2 separate regions of the Mus musculus genome follow, and region 1 is linked to region 2. The links are chromatin contacts, called in public HiChIP or PLAC-seq maps. All regions are on one chromosome and are shown on one strand. The core of a region is the stretch at or near the end of the contact, and the rest is flanking DNA. Distances in the headings are between cores, read along the strand shown. Region 1 overlaps Lpar3 (lysophosphatidic acid receptor 3). Region 2 has its middle 14 kb from the start of 2410004B18Rik.

Evidence for each region. HiChIP or PLAC-seq counts read pairs in DNA pulled down with a chosen protein or histone mark.
Region 1: an H3K27ac HiChIP or PLAC-seq map of trophoblast stem cells shows a contact between it and region 2, with 10 read pairs. The contact joins two enhancer-like sites. A contact is called at or near these places in 1 of 39 promoter capture datasets (hippocampal neurons), 1 of 484 Hi-C or Micro-C datasets (large pre-B cells) and 2 of 115 datasets of contacts at active chromatin or transcription factors (the 230-238 cell line and trophoblast stem cells).

What each region holds. Positions count from the first base shown.
Region 1 is chr3:146,250,553-146,257,140 of GRCm38.p6, forward strand. The region is part of intron 2 of Lpar3 (lysophosphatidic acid receptor 3); the gene reads left to right. Among named protein-coding and RNA genes, the nearest start is that of Lpar3, 33 kb to the left of the region's middle. Within about 2 kb of position 3,394, at least 42 of the 459 cell types and tissues checked have an H3K27ac peak or open chromatin away from gene starts, as enhancers often do. A contact at or near this core is called in trophoblast stem cells, where this site is marked.
Region 2 is chr3:145,948,408-145,955,049 of GRCm38.p6, forward strand. No RefSeq gene overlaps it. Among named protein-coding and RNA genes, the nearest start is that of 2410004B18Rik, 14 kb to the left of the region's middle. Within about 2 kb of position 1,809, at least 183 of the 459 cell types and tissues checked have an H3K27ac peak or open chromatin away from gene starts, as enhancers often do. A contact at or near this core is called in trophoblast stem cells, where this site is marked.

The DNA of each region.
Region 1 (6,588 bases), core at 2,144-4,643, 300 kb after region 2:
CATATACACCCAAGGGTGACCCTCATTGGTTCCGTAAGCATTCCTTAATATAATAAAGATAGCAATTCAGATTAATCCTCCACACCCCCCTTCTTAGGGAGTGCTAGGCACCAAGAAGGCCACCATGTCTGCCCTGTATCTCTGTGTCCCACTCTCTTCGGTACCTTCTCCTCCACAGCTTTGTCAGGAGTCTGTCTTCTTTTGCTTCTCGCCATGAAGCCGTTTGTCGTCCTGTTCCTTCCTTCTGTTGGCATCTCAGTGTTTCAGATGCCTCTCTTGGCAGTTGGTTCAATGCTCATTCGTTCAAAGCATACCCTCCCTCCAGGCCCATCGCAGCCCAGCCATCTCCGTCTGTTTCTTCCCATACTGCCCCACGAGCACCCCTGTATTAAATACAGCCAGCATTGTAAATCCTCTTTCTTGCCCCTTCTTTGGATTTGCCTCTGACATCTTGTTCTAGAAACCCGAGAAGGCGTCAGCTCTGAGTAACCATTGGGTATTTCCTGTGTGCAAAGGATAGAAGCACGTTTTACATTTTACCTTCTGAGGACAAGGTTCTGGGAAAATGGCACAGAGTTGCAGAACTCTGTAGTCTCCTCTCTGGGGGCTTGATTTCTCTCAATATGGTTACTACTACCCACCACTCAAGAGCCCCGCCCTCTTCAGGCTAATTTAACAGGTAGGGTATTATAATGAACACATGCTGGCCTGAGGTAGAATTTTATCAAACTCACTTTAGCATTATAACATTTGGAAAATTCAATAGGGGACTGCTGTGTTCAGCAGGAAACTGGGCAAGAATGCTGGGCAGAATCAAGAACAAAGGATGTCTTCTGGAGTCACAGCCCATCACAGATTGAGAGACCAAGATGTCTCAAATAAAGGACAGGAGAACCAAGAAGTAATAACTAGGGACATCTCAAGTGAACCCTCTTCCTGCTCCCACCTTTTTTCCTTGATTTCCATACTGTTTCTGTGAGCTCTATAATGTGTCAGAAAAAAATTCCTATGGCTTTAAAGAATCTATAACTTTTAATCATGCCAGCTTAAATTCCACCTTGTAAATCATTGTAAATAAGTATTGTGGTCAGAGCTCAGGGCTTCCTGGTTCCTTCTTGCTACAGCAGGTCCCAACCTCATATCTTGAAGCAAGTTACCTGTCTCGGAGGCCAAGTAACATGGATGCACAGGAGTCTAGTAATAGGGCTTGCCAAATAATTGTGGGCCTTTTATCTTTTTCCCCTGTAACTTTTCTCAAAAAGAAGAAGAGTTCAGTATGCATCTTCATATTCTAAACATTTATCGACCGCCTCTGAAGACCCGGCCTCTCCCCCAAGGACACTCTGTGTGTGCCTTGTGCTAATGTTTTATGGTTGTCAGGGGAGGACGGAGGCTTATGACTCAACAGTGTGTCATATGAGAGGTCACGTTAAGTCAGAGCTATTCTGTGGGGCTATCCCATGCCTGACTCACAGGAACCCCAAATGATGAGTTTATCTGAGGAAACGTGATGCTGGCCCAGAAAACATAACTAAAAAAGATGAACCAAAGGGCCAAGCAAAAGGCCCCAAGCAGAAGAATACTGCAGACATGGATGGCTCCTGACAGAAGTGGGATATAAGTCAGTTCGCACTGGGAGAAGACAGGCGTATAGATACGCACTCGGCTAAGAAGCCACGCCAGGGCTGTGGGTGGGAAGGGAGCTGGGCAGACTGTTTACAGAATAATGTTCTAAACAGTAGTGGTGTTCTGTCTGTAAGGCGTCCTGCAGCCAGAGCACAGAAGGTCTTGCATCCTCAGCTGATGTGTTACTTGCCCATGTGCAGCAGAGATCAGGCAGGTAGTGGGAGCTGGGCCTGAGTGGGGTGTGATGATGTAGAGAGGGCATCTCCTGCGGCTCTCCTGGCAGACCATATGCTATGCAGTGACACGCAGATCCCCTTCTCTGCTTCCATCTCACCATAGGAGCTCTGCACTAATAATAGATACGTGCTACTACTATGTATGGCTTTACATCGTTTCTGGGGATTTGAACTCAGGTCCTCATGCTAAATGCAGCAAATTCTTTACCCATCGAGCCTCTTTCAGCCCCGACTGTTTTACTCCTAATACCAACTCGGTGCAAAGCAAACAACAAACAGACAGAACACAGAACTTTATTTAAATGAGTACCACACTGCACAGATCTTGTACAGCCCTGGAGAGAACACGTCGCTGCCTCCAATTTGAGAATGAAGACACAGTTTGAAAGAGGTGGAAAGCTGGGCGGTGGTGGCACATGCCTTTATTCCCAGCACTTGGGAGGCAGAGGCAGGCAGATTTCTGAGTTCAAGGCCAGCCAGGTCTACAAAGTGAGTTCCAGGACAGCCAGGGCTATACAGAGAAACCCTATCTCGAAAAACAAAAACAAAAACAAAAACAAAACAAGAAAGAGGTGGAAAACTGTCCTAGGTCACAAGCCAAAAGGGCCAAGAAGCATCCGTTTGAAGTCCACCCCCTCTGTCCCGATCTGTGCCCCGTCAGATTGTGCAAGCCCAGTGCCTACCTTCTGGGCCTAGAGTGTGCCTGACGAGCCAGTGGACGCTCTTTTGAGGTTCTTCTGCACGAGTCCTTTCCTCAGCCCCAGGCCCAATGCTGTGGGGTCTGGCTTGTGTCACTGGAGACCTGTCATGCTAATGCCATGACAGAATGGCTTTCCTTTCTGCTTCTCAGTCAGGATTCATCTCTGTCTCCGTGGAAGGACTTAACGTCTAGAACAGGATCTGACCTTTCTCACTGACCATAAGGCACGAAAGGAAATATTTTTGTTAGAGTTGTGCCTGGAGGTTGAAGGATCTCCAGGGCTCTGTGTCCTGGATCACGCGGTCCCCTCCTCAGGACAGCTTGTCCTGTGGACAGGGGTTACATCAGGGGAAGAGGAAGCCCAGAGGATGTTCTAGAAAGCATGAAGCCATTTCTTTTCTTTCCCTGCTTCCTTAGTTCACTCCCATGCCACACTGCCCCCTTATGAAGAACAAGTCAAGATAGAAACTGAAGATATTAAGGAAACCACAAGAGTGCTTTACGGCAAATGTTAAACCCTTTAAAGCATTGGTCCTAGTGACCAGCCCTTGGTGGCCTGGCCATGAGACTGATCTCTGAACCTTAGGTAGACAGGGCTAACCCTACCAGGAGCCAGGAGACTTAGAGCTCATTCAGTGTTCTTGCTGTGTGTGCTGGCTAGTGTTTAATCTCCTTGATTTTGTAGTCCTTTCTTTTCTCAGGGTGATATCTTTTTCCTTGTCTTCAAGCCGGAACACTGACAGCAAGACAGTGGTGCGGTGGGGCTGGGAACTCCCCATGTGATCCTGACAGCTCAGAGGAGTTCCTGGGATTCCCTTCCCACATTCCTGGCATTTCCAAGCTGGAATCACCAAGGAGTCAGGGCAGATCCTTCCTGTTTTGTTCTCAGCTTGCCTCCTGGGTCCAAGACAAGGCTAAGGAAAAGTTCTGATCAGCTCCCCTTATGACTGAGTTTGCCTTTAAGAGCCCCACACATGAGCCTTGGACCAAAGTTCAGAACTTTGTGTCCAGCTGGAGCAGTTCCTCCCTTGCAGGGTCAGGGTCTCCCTCCGCAGGAGAGAAATGCCTTGGGCTCCTTGTTCCTAGGGCTTCCTACAGTGTAGCCTGGTGTCCTTGCAAAATCTGAGCTTCAGAGCCACTGTGCTGGGTTTGTTTGTGAGGGTAAGCAGGCTGTTCTTCTGGGATTGTGAGACTGCTTACATCTGCCTGCCTGCTTCCCTCCCTTCCTTACTGAATTCCTTCTTCTTCCCTTTCTTCCTTCCTCCCTCCCTTCCTCCTTTCCTTTCTTTCTCCCCCTCCCTCCCTCCCTCCCTCCTTCCCTTCCTTCTTTCCTTCTTTCATTCCTTCCTCCCTCCCTCCCTCCCTCCCTCCTTCCCTCCCTCCCTCCCTTCCTTCTTCCCTCCCTCCCTCCCTCCCTCCCTCCCTCCCTCTTCCCCTCCCTTCCTTCTTTCCTTCCTAGGTTTGTGTATGTGTGTGTGTGTGTGTGTGTGTATTCATGTTTGTGTGGTTTTACGTGTACACTTGTGTACATCTCTATGGAGGTCAAAGATCAACCTCAGGTGTCATTTCTCAGAAGCCATCCATCTTGGTGGGGCTTTTGTGTTTTGAGATCAAGTCTCTGACTTTTCCCAGGGATTCACTGATCAGGCAAGGCTCTAGCTGTCTCTGTCCACCCAGGGCTTTCATGCCAGGGTAGGTGGATTTTTATGTGGGTTCTGGGAATTGAACTCAGGTCCCTGTGCTTACATGGAAAGCACTTTTCTGAAATGAGTCATCTTCCCAGTCCCCAAGGAGTGCTTTCTGCTGAGACTCGGCTGAATAGTGCGGGTTTGAGGTGACCCCAGCCCTGAGCTGCAACTCTTTGGGTCTGGACATTGCTCAGAAGATGATGATATCTTTTTGGTAGAATGGACTGATGGACTGATGGACTGATGGACTGATGGACTGATGGCTGATGGGCTGATGGCTGATGGCTGATGGGCTGATGGGCTGATGGGCTGATGGCTGATGGCTGATGGCTGATGGGCTGATGGCTGATGGGCTGATGGACTGATGGCTGATGGACTGATGGCTGATGGACTGATGGCTGATGGGCTGATGGGCTGATGGGCTGATGGGCTGATGGGCTGATGGGCTGATGGGCTGATGGACTGATGGACTGATGGCTGATGGACTGTCAGAGAACAGGGAGGGTCTAAGACAATCAGTGTTCATTTGTGGAGTACTGCCTGCGCCTTTGCCCGTGTGCATTGACTCGAAAGGGAAAGAAATATCTCTGTGCTTTAAGGCCGATCATGGGATCACACAGAGGCTCCTAGGTCTCTCAGTTTGTCCCCAGAACAGTGCCAGAAACCAACCATCGGGTTCTAAACTTCTGTCATGAAATCAGCAAGCTTTGGGTTGCAGCAAGGATAGTCTTAAGTGCTTAAGTTGAGGTTTTATGGCATTACTGCAGATTCAGACATGGGAGACAAGAGAGGAGGGTTCACTGCCGCCTGAGAGAGCCCCCTAGGCTGCCTTGGTGAGAACTGAGAGATGACAGAGAAGGGAGGGGTGCCGAACTGAGAGCTTCTTTAAGATATGGCTCTGTGGATCCCACAAACGCCTCAGAATGGACTCCGGAGGCATGGAGACTTGTACCAGCTTCAAAAAGCTCAGAGTTTTAGGACAAACAGCTGTGTTAGATGATGCAGAGACCGAACTAACAAGGTCTAGAGGTTCAGAGAACATGGAGGAACCAGGGTACTTGAGCAAAGATGGCCTCTGAAACGATGTAACAACAATGAATGGGAAAAAAAAAGAGGCCACAAATCTGAAGGCAAACAAAGAGAGTTTGGAAGGCAGAAAGGGAGGAAGGCAGTGATCATCTTATCATCTCAAAAAAGTAGAAGCTTTAAGTGAGAGTCTCATCAGTATATTGTGGAATGAATACAAATGAGAAACTTAATAGGCCAGGGTCTAATAGCTGTAGTAACAACACCAGGGGAGTAGGCTACACTTGAGTATTGTGTGAGAGAGACCTCGTTCTTGTACAGTCCTTGAGAGCATATCGAATATTCTAGATCTCCTGAATATAGCAGTTTGGGGAAGAGTAGACCATGACACCCTTTCATGAAGAAAAGTTGGATGCTAAGATCATAACATATATTTACTTCTCATAGTTGATAAAAGTCCACCAGTGTCTCTGGGCTCGATTGAGTTTCCTGGAGAGTTCCCTGACCATTTTCTCAAGATGGGTGCGTAGACACGGAGGGGAAACTGACTTCCTGGGCAGCTAGGGCATCTAACATGGAAGACCAGGAAAGGTCAGGAGGTAATAGCAAGGCCTGCACTCATTTGGTGGTGGTGGTGGTGGGAGTTCATCAAAAAGAGGCTGTGCACACCCAGGTGGACACTGTTGGCTCCCCCTGCTGTGGCTGTGTGTAAGCTCTGGAAAGGCTACGCTTGGGAGTAGACTGTGTTTGATCCAGTGAAGGTGAGGTGGCTGACTGGGCAGACATCTCAAGGCTTAGGCTGCTGTTCAAAGCGATGCAGGGAAGTCTACAGAGAGCACAGCATGAAACTGTAGCCCAGAGATGGTATGGCAGGAGAGTGTGGGCCCTCGAATGTGCTTCAGAAAGCAGAGGACAGCAATGCTGCTTCCTATGTGGCACTGGCTTAGGTGCACTCAGGGGTCAACGGTCAGGGTCAGGAAGAGTGGCTCCTTCCTCTAGAGAGCCAGTGAGTCCCAGAAAGGGGTCAGGACAGTCCCAGCCCCAGAGATCTTGGGGTAATAGTCAACTTGCTGTGAAAAACTTGATTAGTGATGCTGGCTGGCTTAGGCCGATGCCCAACTGAGGCCTGTGGGTCATCAGGTCTCTCCTGATCAATAGGTGACTTACTTCCTGTGCATGCTGGTGGGCTCTGATGGGTTTGGGTTTGGAGAGTTATTCAAGATAGACAATTCCCTGTAGAAATGTCGCTTTAGGAGGTAGTGTGGCCTTTGTCTCAAGAGGCATTTTTAGCTTATGCATGAGTTCTGTGTCA
Region 2 (6,642 bases), core at 559-3,058:
TTCTGGCTGGTTATAAGCTACCTGGCTTTTCTGCTCTTTTTCCACTTATGTTTGCACTGTAACCCTAGAAAGGCGATCTCGTGCCACCCTGGCCAGGGAGCTAAGGCCCAGCTCCTCACTTCATCTGCTTGCCCTGGGAGTTGATTTCAGAGCATACAAGCTGGCACTGAAGAGAGTGGCTTATGGAGCATTCAGATTTTCTTGTTATTTTCAGGATTTCAACTCATTTTCCAATGGGAATTGTGGGAATTTGGTGAGTAGTGAGAGAGAATGTGTATCAGTGGTCTCACAGAAATGTCTCAAGCTAGGGAAACAGCCTGTGTGCCACAGAAGCACACACACAAAGTCTACATGCTTGTGTTTGGGGTTTGCTGTTATTGTTTTCCTACAAATATATTTAGTCTTTTCAAAAACCAGAACATTTACACCCAAAATACACCTTATTATTCCTAAGTCCAGTTGCTTCAATTAATTCTCATTATATCAATGTTAGATATAACATTGTAATATTAATAGTCACAAAAGTTTTCCTGATAATGAAAAATGATAATTGATCACTGTAGATGTTCTAAAAATAGACACAGGACCCTGTTTCGAAAAACCAAAAAAGAAAAGAAAAGAAAAGAAACAGGAAGCAACTATAGGCAGAAAATCTACTATTCTCTTAATTTTCTACATATATCAGGTACATAGATATGCTAGACAAGATCAATATTCTTTTATTTAACATTTAACCTTTTCAGTCCTGCAAGGATTTTTCAAAAATCTATTTTTGGGGTGCTAGAGAGATGGCTCAGCCGTTAAGAGCACTTGCTGCTCTTGCAGACGGCCTAGGTTCTGGTCCCACCACCAATATTGAATGGCTCACAACCATCTGTTCCAGGGACTCTAGCACCTTCTCTGGACTTTGAGGGCACCTGCATGATTATGGTGCACATATATAGATTAGGGCACGTATGCGCACACACATGCATGTACACACACACAAAATGGTTTTAAAACTATTTACAAGTATTCAAGTTCATTGTATCATAATTTATCATTTAGTTACCAGACAATAAAGCTTCTCAAAAAAATTTACCACAATAAATAACACTATAGTGGGCATTTTAAGTCTTTGGTAAGAGTGTTGATCATGAATTTGCCTTTTTTAAGTTTTCAACATGAAATCATAAACGCTTAGAGTTCTTTGATTGGCTTGAATTTGTGCTCCTAACTTCTTCTCCTGTTGGGGGTTGGCGGGACCTCGAGCTTAGTCTCATGGAGCTCAGGTAGTCTTCTAAGTACCTGGTGGAGGATGACCTTAAACTCCTGATCCCCCTGCCTCCACCTCTTCCATTTGAGGGTTATATGAGCCACTATGCCCAGCTTCAGCTAACTTCGTGAGGCTACATTTGAATAACCGCTTTCAATGTTTCTGTGCACCTTGAAATTCTAAATGTTAAGCTTCCTACCACAAACTACCTCTTTGTACCAAGAACGTGGCGTTTCTTCTAGGCCCTCTTTTAGCTCTTCCCAAAAACCATGCTCCTGTTTTTAGACCGCTTCAAAAGCGGCCCTCGTCTGTGCTTCCGTTGAGAACCTGGTCGTTTTGCTTTCGGCAATAGAAATCGATGACTGAAATGGAGGAAAGACAAATTTGGAGTGAAAAGAACACTCCAGAAGAAAAAAAAAAAAAAAAAAAAAAAGCAAGTAAACCGGCCCCTCCCCTCCACTCCCGCAACTTTTATTTTACTAAAACAGGGTGGCAATTAGCAGAGACAAACCTTAGGTGGAGCTAGAGGCTGCTAAAAAACTGGCAACTGCCTGGAGCGCTAGAGCATCCCTTAGATCCGGGTTTTCCTTGCTGCTGGAGGCAGCCTGAGCTACCCCGAGAAGAGAGTACAGGCACTTCTCCCCGCTCCTACAGAAGGATGCCACCTGCTCATCCCGGTTTGAAGGGCTGAGGAAATCTCTCAGCCCCAGCTCCTGATAGAGTCTGTCTGAGGGTTAAAAAGCAGTGCCCAAGAGAGGATCTCTCAGGAGGAGTAACAGGACCCAGTCTCCCTCCTAGCCAGGGAATCACATTTCAGTCGCCTCCGAGCTGGCCGCATCTGTCACACCTGCCTAATTGGCTTATGACATCTGCAGAGCGCAGGAGAGCCTTGCATTTCATATGGGAAGCAGCTGGGGCACTGTGAGTCTGAGGCCAGCTTGAGCTAGAGGGCAGGTTCCAGGCCAGCATGCGCAACAGAGTGAAACTGTCTCTAGAAAACACAAAAATCCTACAACACTCTTGAAGGCAGGAAACAGCAAAAGTCACCATCCTGTCAGAGATAAAACCCGCACGAGTCTTCCTCCTGACCCCTCCCCCAACCCCCATGATGCTTTCTTCTTCACCCGCCCCTTGCCTTATCTTTGAAACATTTTCTTATGAATGAAATTCTCCCAGTTACTGAAGTCGCGATAAAAGCCCCTCCTTAATTGCCCCGACCGGAATGGAAACAGCAGTGTGTTTGTAATGGCTTCCCTGCCATTACAGTGTTATCATGTTGGTTTACAGGACAGCAGTGTATACTTAAAAATCACAATTATTACAATATAAAAGTAGGTGAAATAGGTTTAAATTTGCTCTTTTATTAATACAGGGACTCAATGTGTAGCTCATCACGGCCTCAAACTTCCTTTGTAGCACAGGTTGACCTCAAACTAGGAATTCTCCTGCCTCAGCCTCTCAATGCTTAGTAAGCATCCTAGCTCAGTGCTGGGATTACAGCCACTGCATGTGGCTTAGGAAAATATTTTCCTGACTGTTTGGCTAAATAGAAAATCCAACCTACCTGAGACCCTCAGCCTCAGCCTCAGCACCCCCTTCAGCCCTGAACCCCCTCGGCTTGTTTAACTCTTCCAGGCCGGGAACATGGCTCCCTTTTCAGCACCCTTTAACCACACAATCATGAAGTGCTCATTCACTGACAAGCCCTCTGGGTTTCTCTTCTCCTCAGTTCACTTAAGATAAAAGAAGTTGCAGAGAGAGAGGAGACAGCAGTCTGTCCTCTGACTGTACGTTAAATGTCCCCAAGGGCTCACATGTTGAAAGGCTCAGTCACCAGCCTGTGTCATTACCAGGAAGTGGTGGTGCCTTTAGAAGGCAGGACCTTGTGGAAGGAAATGATGTCACAGGCATTCGTCCTGAAGGGACCCCCCCCCCCCGGGGGTCCAGATCCTTCCTCTCTTTTGCTTCCCAGCCACCGTGAGTTAATGACTTTGCCCCGCCGTGTACTTAGCACCATGATGTTCTACTTCACCACAAGCCCAGAGGACAGGGCCAAGTGACCACCAGCTGAAAACCCTGGACCATGAGCTAAAATGTGCTTTTCTATAAGCCAGCTGCCTCCAGTCTTCTGTCACAGCGATGGAGTCATCTTTACGTTTTCGACTGATTAAGTCCCCTACTCTCAACCCCTCTCTCCTACCACAAAGCGATGCACTGTCTCCTTTTTGTCCTTCCTCCTCCTGTTTTCCCTAAGGTTTCAAAGCCAGAGCCTAGATCCGCCCCCTTCAGTGTCCTCCCCTTTCTGGCTGACTAGAGTGTGGATGTGCTAACCTCCTTTTGGTGACAAGCCCAGGAAAGTGATTCAGAGACACGCTGAGAGATGACTGAGTCCCCGAGAGGGACTGAAGTCCCTGAGTGATGACTATGAAAAGCCAATCAGCCCTGAAAACACGGACTGTTCATTCGCATTAAACTGAGGCTATGGGCTGGGTGTGGTGGCGCACGCCAGGACAGCCAGGGCTACACAGAAAAACCCTGTCTCGAAAACAAACAAACAAAAAAAATGAGGATATGGAGGTGGGGGAGGGGGGATCTTCAATTACTGTAGAGCTTCACTAGGCTTTGGATCCTAGCTTGTTTATTGTATAAAGTGAGGACTTGACCTCGCCAAGGTATGGTTAAGGGGAAGGTTGGTTTTTTTTTTTTTGGTTTGGTTGGTTGGTTTGTTTGTTTTGTTTTGCTTTGCTTTGTTTTGTTGGTTATTTGAGACAGAGTTTCTCTGTGTAGCCCTGGCTGTCCTGGAAGTCACTTTGTAGACCAGGCTGGCCTCGAACTCAGAAATCTGCCTGCCTCTGCCTCCTGAGGGCTGGGATTAAAGGCGTGTGCCATGCCCAGCCCAAGGGGAAGGTTTTTATTGTAGGTATGAGAGAGAGTACAGCCAGAGGCATCTGGAAGAGTCCAGAGTGGGAGAAAATGTCGCACACTGAGTAAGACCAGCAGACTGGATGGACCATGGGCGGTGGGGAGGGGAGTGAGAGAGGGGCAAGAGAGAGGGGCCCAAGAGAAGACAAGAGAGAGAACCAGGAGAGCACAAAGCCAAAATGCCAAGGTTATGTGGGAATGAGCAGCTGGGGGAGGGAAGCCCACAAGCTGGAGACATTTAACAGGGGCCAGGATAAGAAGAGCTGGGAAGACACACAGCTACTTGCTCTACCGAGAGAGTCTAGAGGCCAGCATATGCTTTGACGCCATTTGTCATTCCTGGCAGTGATAAGAAAATGACTCCTTTGGTAGAGGGGAACAGAACAGGGCTCCAGAATTAGGGGCAGTGGATTTTCCTTTGACACTTAGAGAGCATGTCACAGCTACTCTGTGATATCACTCTTGGGGTCTATCCTGTCCCTGGCTAACAGCTAAAGGCTTACGCTCTCCCCGGCCTCGTTTTCTTATCTCTAAATGTTAGACAACCCCAGGAACTATTTTACAACTGGGAGATAGTTCAGGCAAAAGTCCTTTTGTTCCCGCTCTTTCTTTGCCTTCCGTGTGGGTTTAGAAGTACTTAACTGATAAAAGAGTCCCAACGGTTCCTTTATCAGTGTTGGTACTGTGGTTTGACCTTTGTCATGCGTATAAACCTCAACTGTAAGACTCTTTAAATGGACAACATTGATGGAAATTTTTATTATATGCCTTAAACCATCAACGAATTAATGAACAAAAGCCAGGTGTATTCTTGCATGCCTCTAATCCCAGTGTTTTGGAGATGGGGGTAAGGAGATGGGGACTTCAAGGTTGTCTTTCTTAAACTAGCTTAGCCAGTTCAAAGCCAATCTCTGATTCAAAAGTCAAATAAACAAAAATCTAAAACTTACTGTATAATATACATCACCACGAACTGGATGTGCTGTGCTGTGTTAGCTGAGTGGATAAGGTGGAGCCCGTGATTCTTTGCCCATGTCTGGTACTCCTCTCTGATTGGAAGGTAGACAAGTCCCAGCTCTTTTGAAGGCAATCCAGGCCTCATGACTGGCCTCAAGGGCAGTCAGTTAAAAACCATCTGACAGCTGGATGGGAAGTCTCCCTGGTCTCTTCCCCTAAAGCCAGTGCAAGATCTGTTGAGCTGGGTCCTGAAGAGGCTCTGTGGAACACGTTGGCTATGTGGAGTGAGATATAAACCTTTGTTATGTTAGCAGCATTGGTTATGCAGGTATATTCCTTGTCTTTCTCCAACACAGGATGTCATTAGAGTATTTAAGTCTAAAAGTTGCACTGAAAGACCCAGGAGCTAACTATCTGTCACAGTGGGCTGTCTATCACAGTTGACTGTCTATCACATGGTTGTCTGCCATAGTGGACTGTCTATCAGAGTTGACTGTCTATCACAGTGGGCCGTCTATCACAGTGGGCTGTCTATCACAGTTGACTGTCTATCACAATGGGTTGTCTATCATAGTGGACTGTCTATCACAGTGGGCTGTCTATCACAATGGGTTGTCTGCCATAGTGGACGGTCTATCAGAATTGACTGTCTATCACAATGGGTTGTCTGCCATAGTGGACTATCAGAGTTGACTGTCTATCACAATGAGCTGTCTATCACAGTGGGCTGTCTATCACAATGGGCTGTCTATCACAGTGGGCTGTCTATCACAATGGGCTGTCTATCACAGTGGGCTGTTTATCACAGTTGACTGTTTATCACAATGGGTTGTCTGTCATAGTAGGCTGTCTATCACAATTGGCTGTCTATCACAGTGGGCTGTCTATCACAATGGGTTGTCTGCCATAGTGGACTATCAGAGTTGACTGTCTATCACAATGGGCTGTCTATCACAGTGGGCTGTCTATCACAATGGGCTGTCTATCACAGTGGGCTGTTTATCACAGTTGACTGTTTATCACAATGGGTTGTCTGTCATAGTAGGCTGTCTATCACAATTGGCTGTCTATCACAGTGGGCTGTCTATAATATTGGGCTATCTATCACAGTTGACTGTCTATCACAGTGGGCTGTCTATCACATTGGGCTGTCTATCACAGTGGGCTGTCTGTCACAATGGGCTGTCTATCACATTGGGCTGTCTATCACAGTGGGCTGTCTGTCACAATGGGTTGTCTATCACAGTGGGCTATCTATCACAATTGGCTGTCTTTCACAGTGGGCTATCTATCACAATGGGTTGTCTATCACAGTGTGCTGTCTATCACAGTGAGCTGTCTATCACATTGGGCTGTCTATCACAGTGGTCTGTCTATCTTAATGGGCTTTTTATCACGATGAGCACTTTCTAGAATTTTCCATGACACTCTCACTTTTGTTTTTGTTTTTGTTGTTTTGACATAGGATGTTAGTATTTCAAACTGGAAATCCCCCTGCCTCAGCCTAC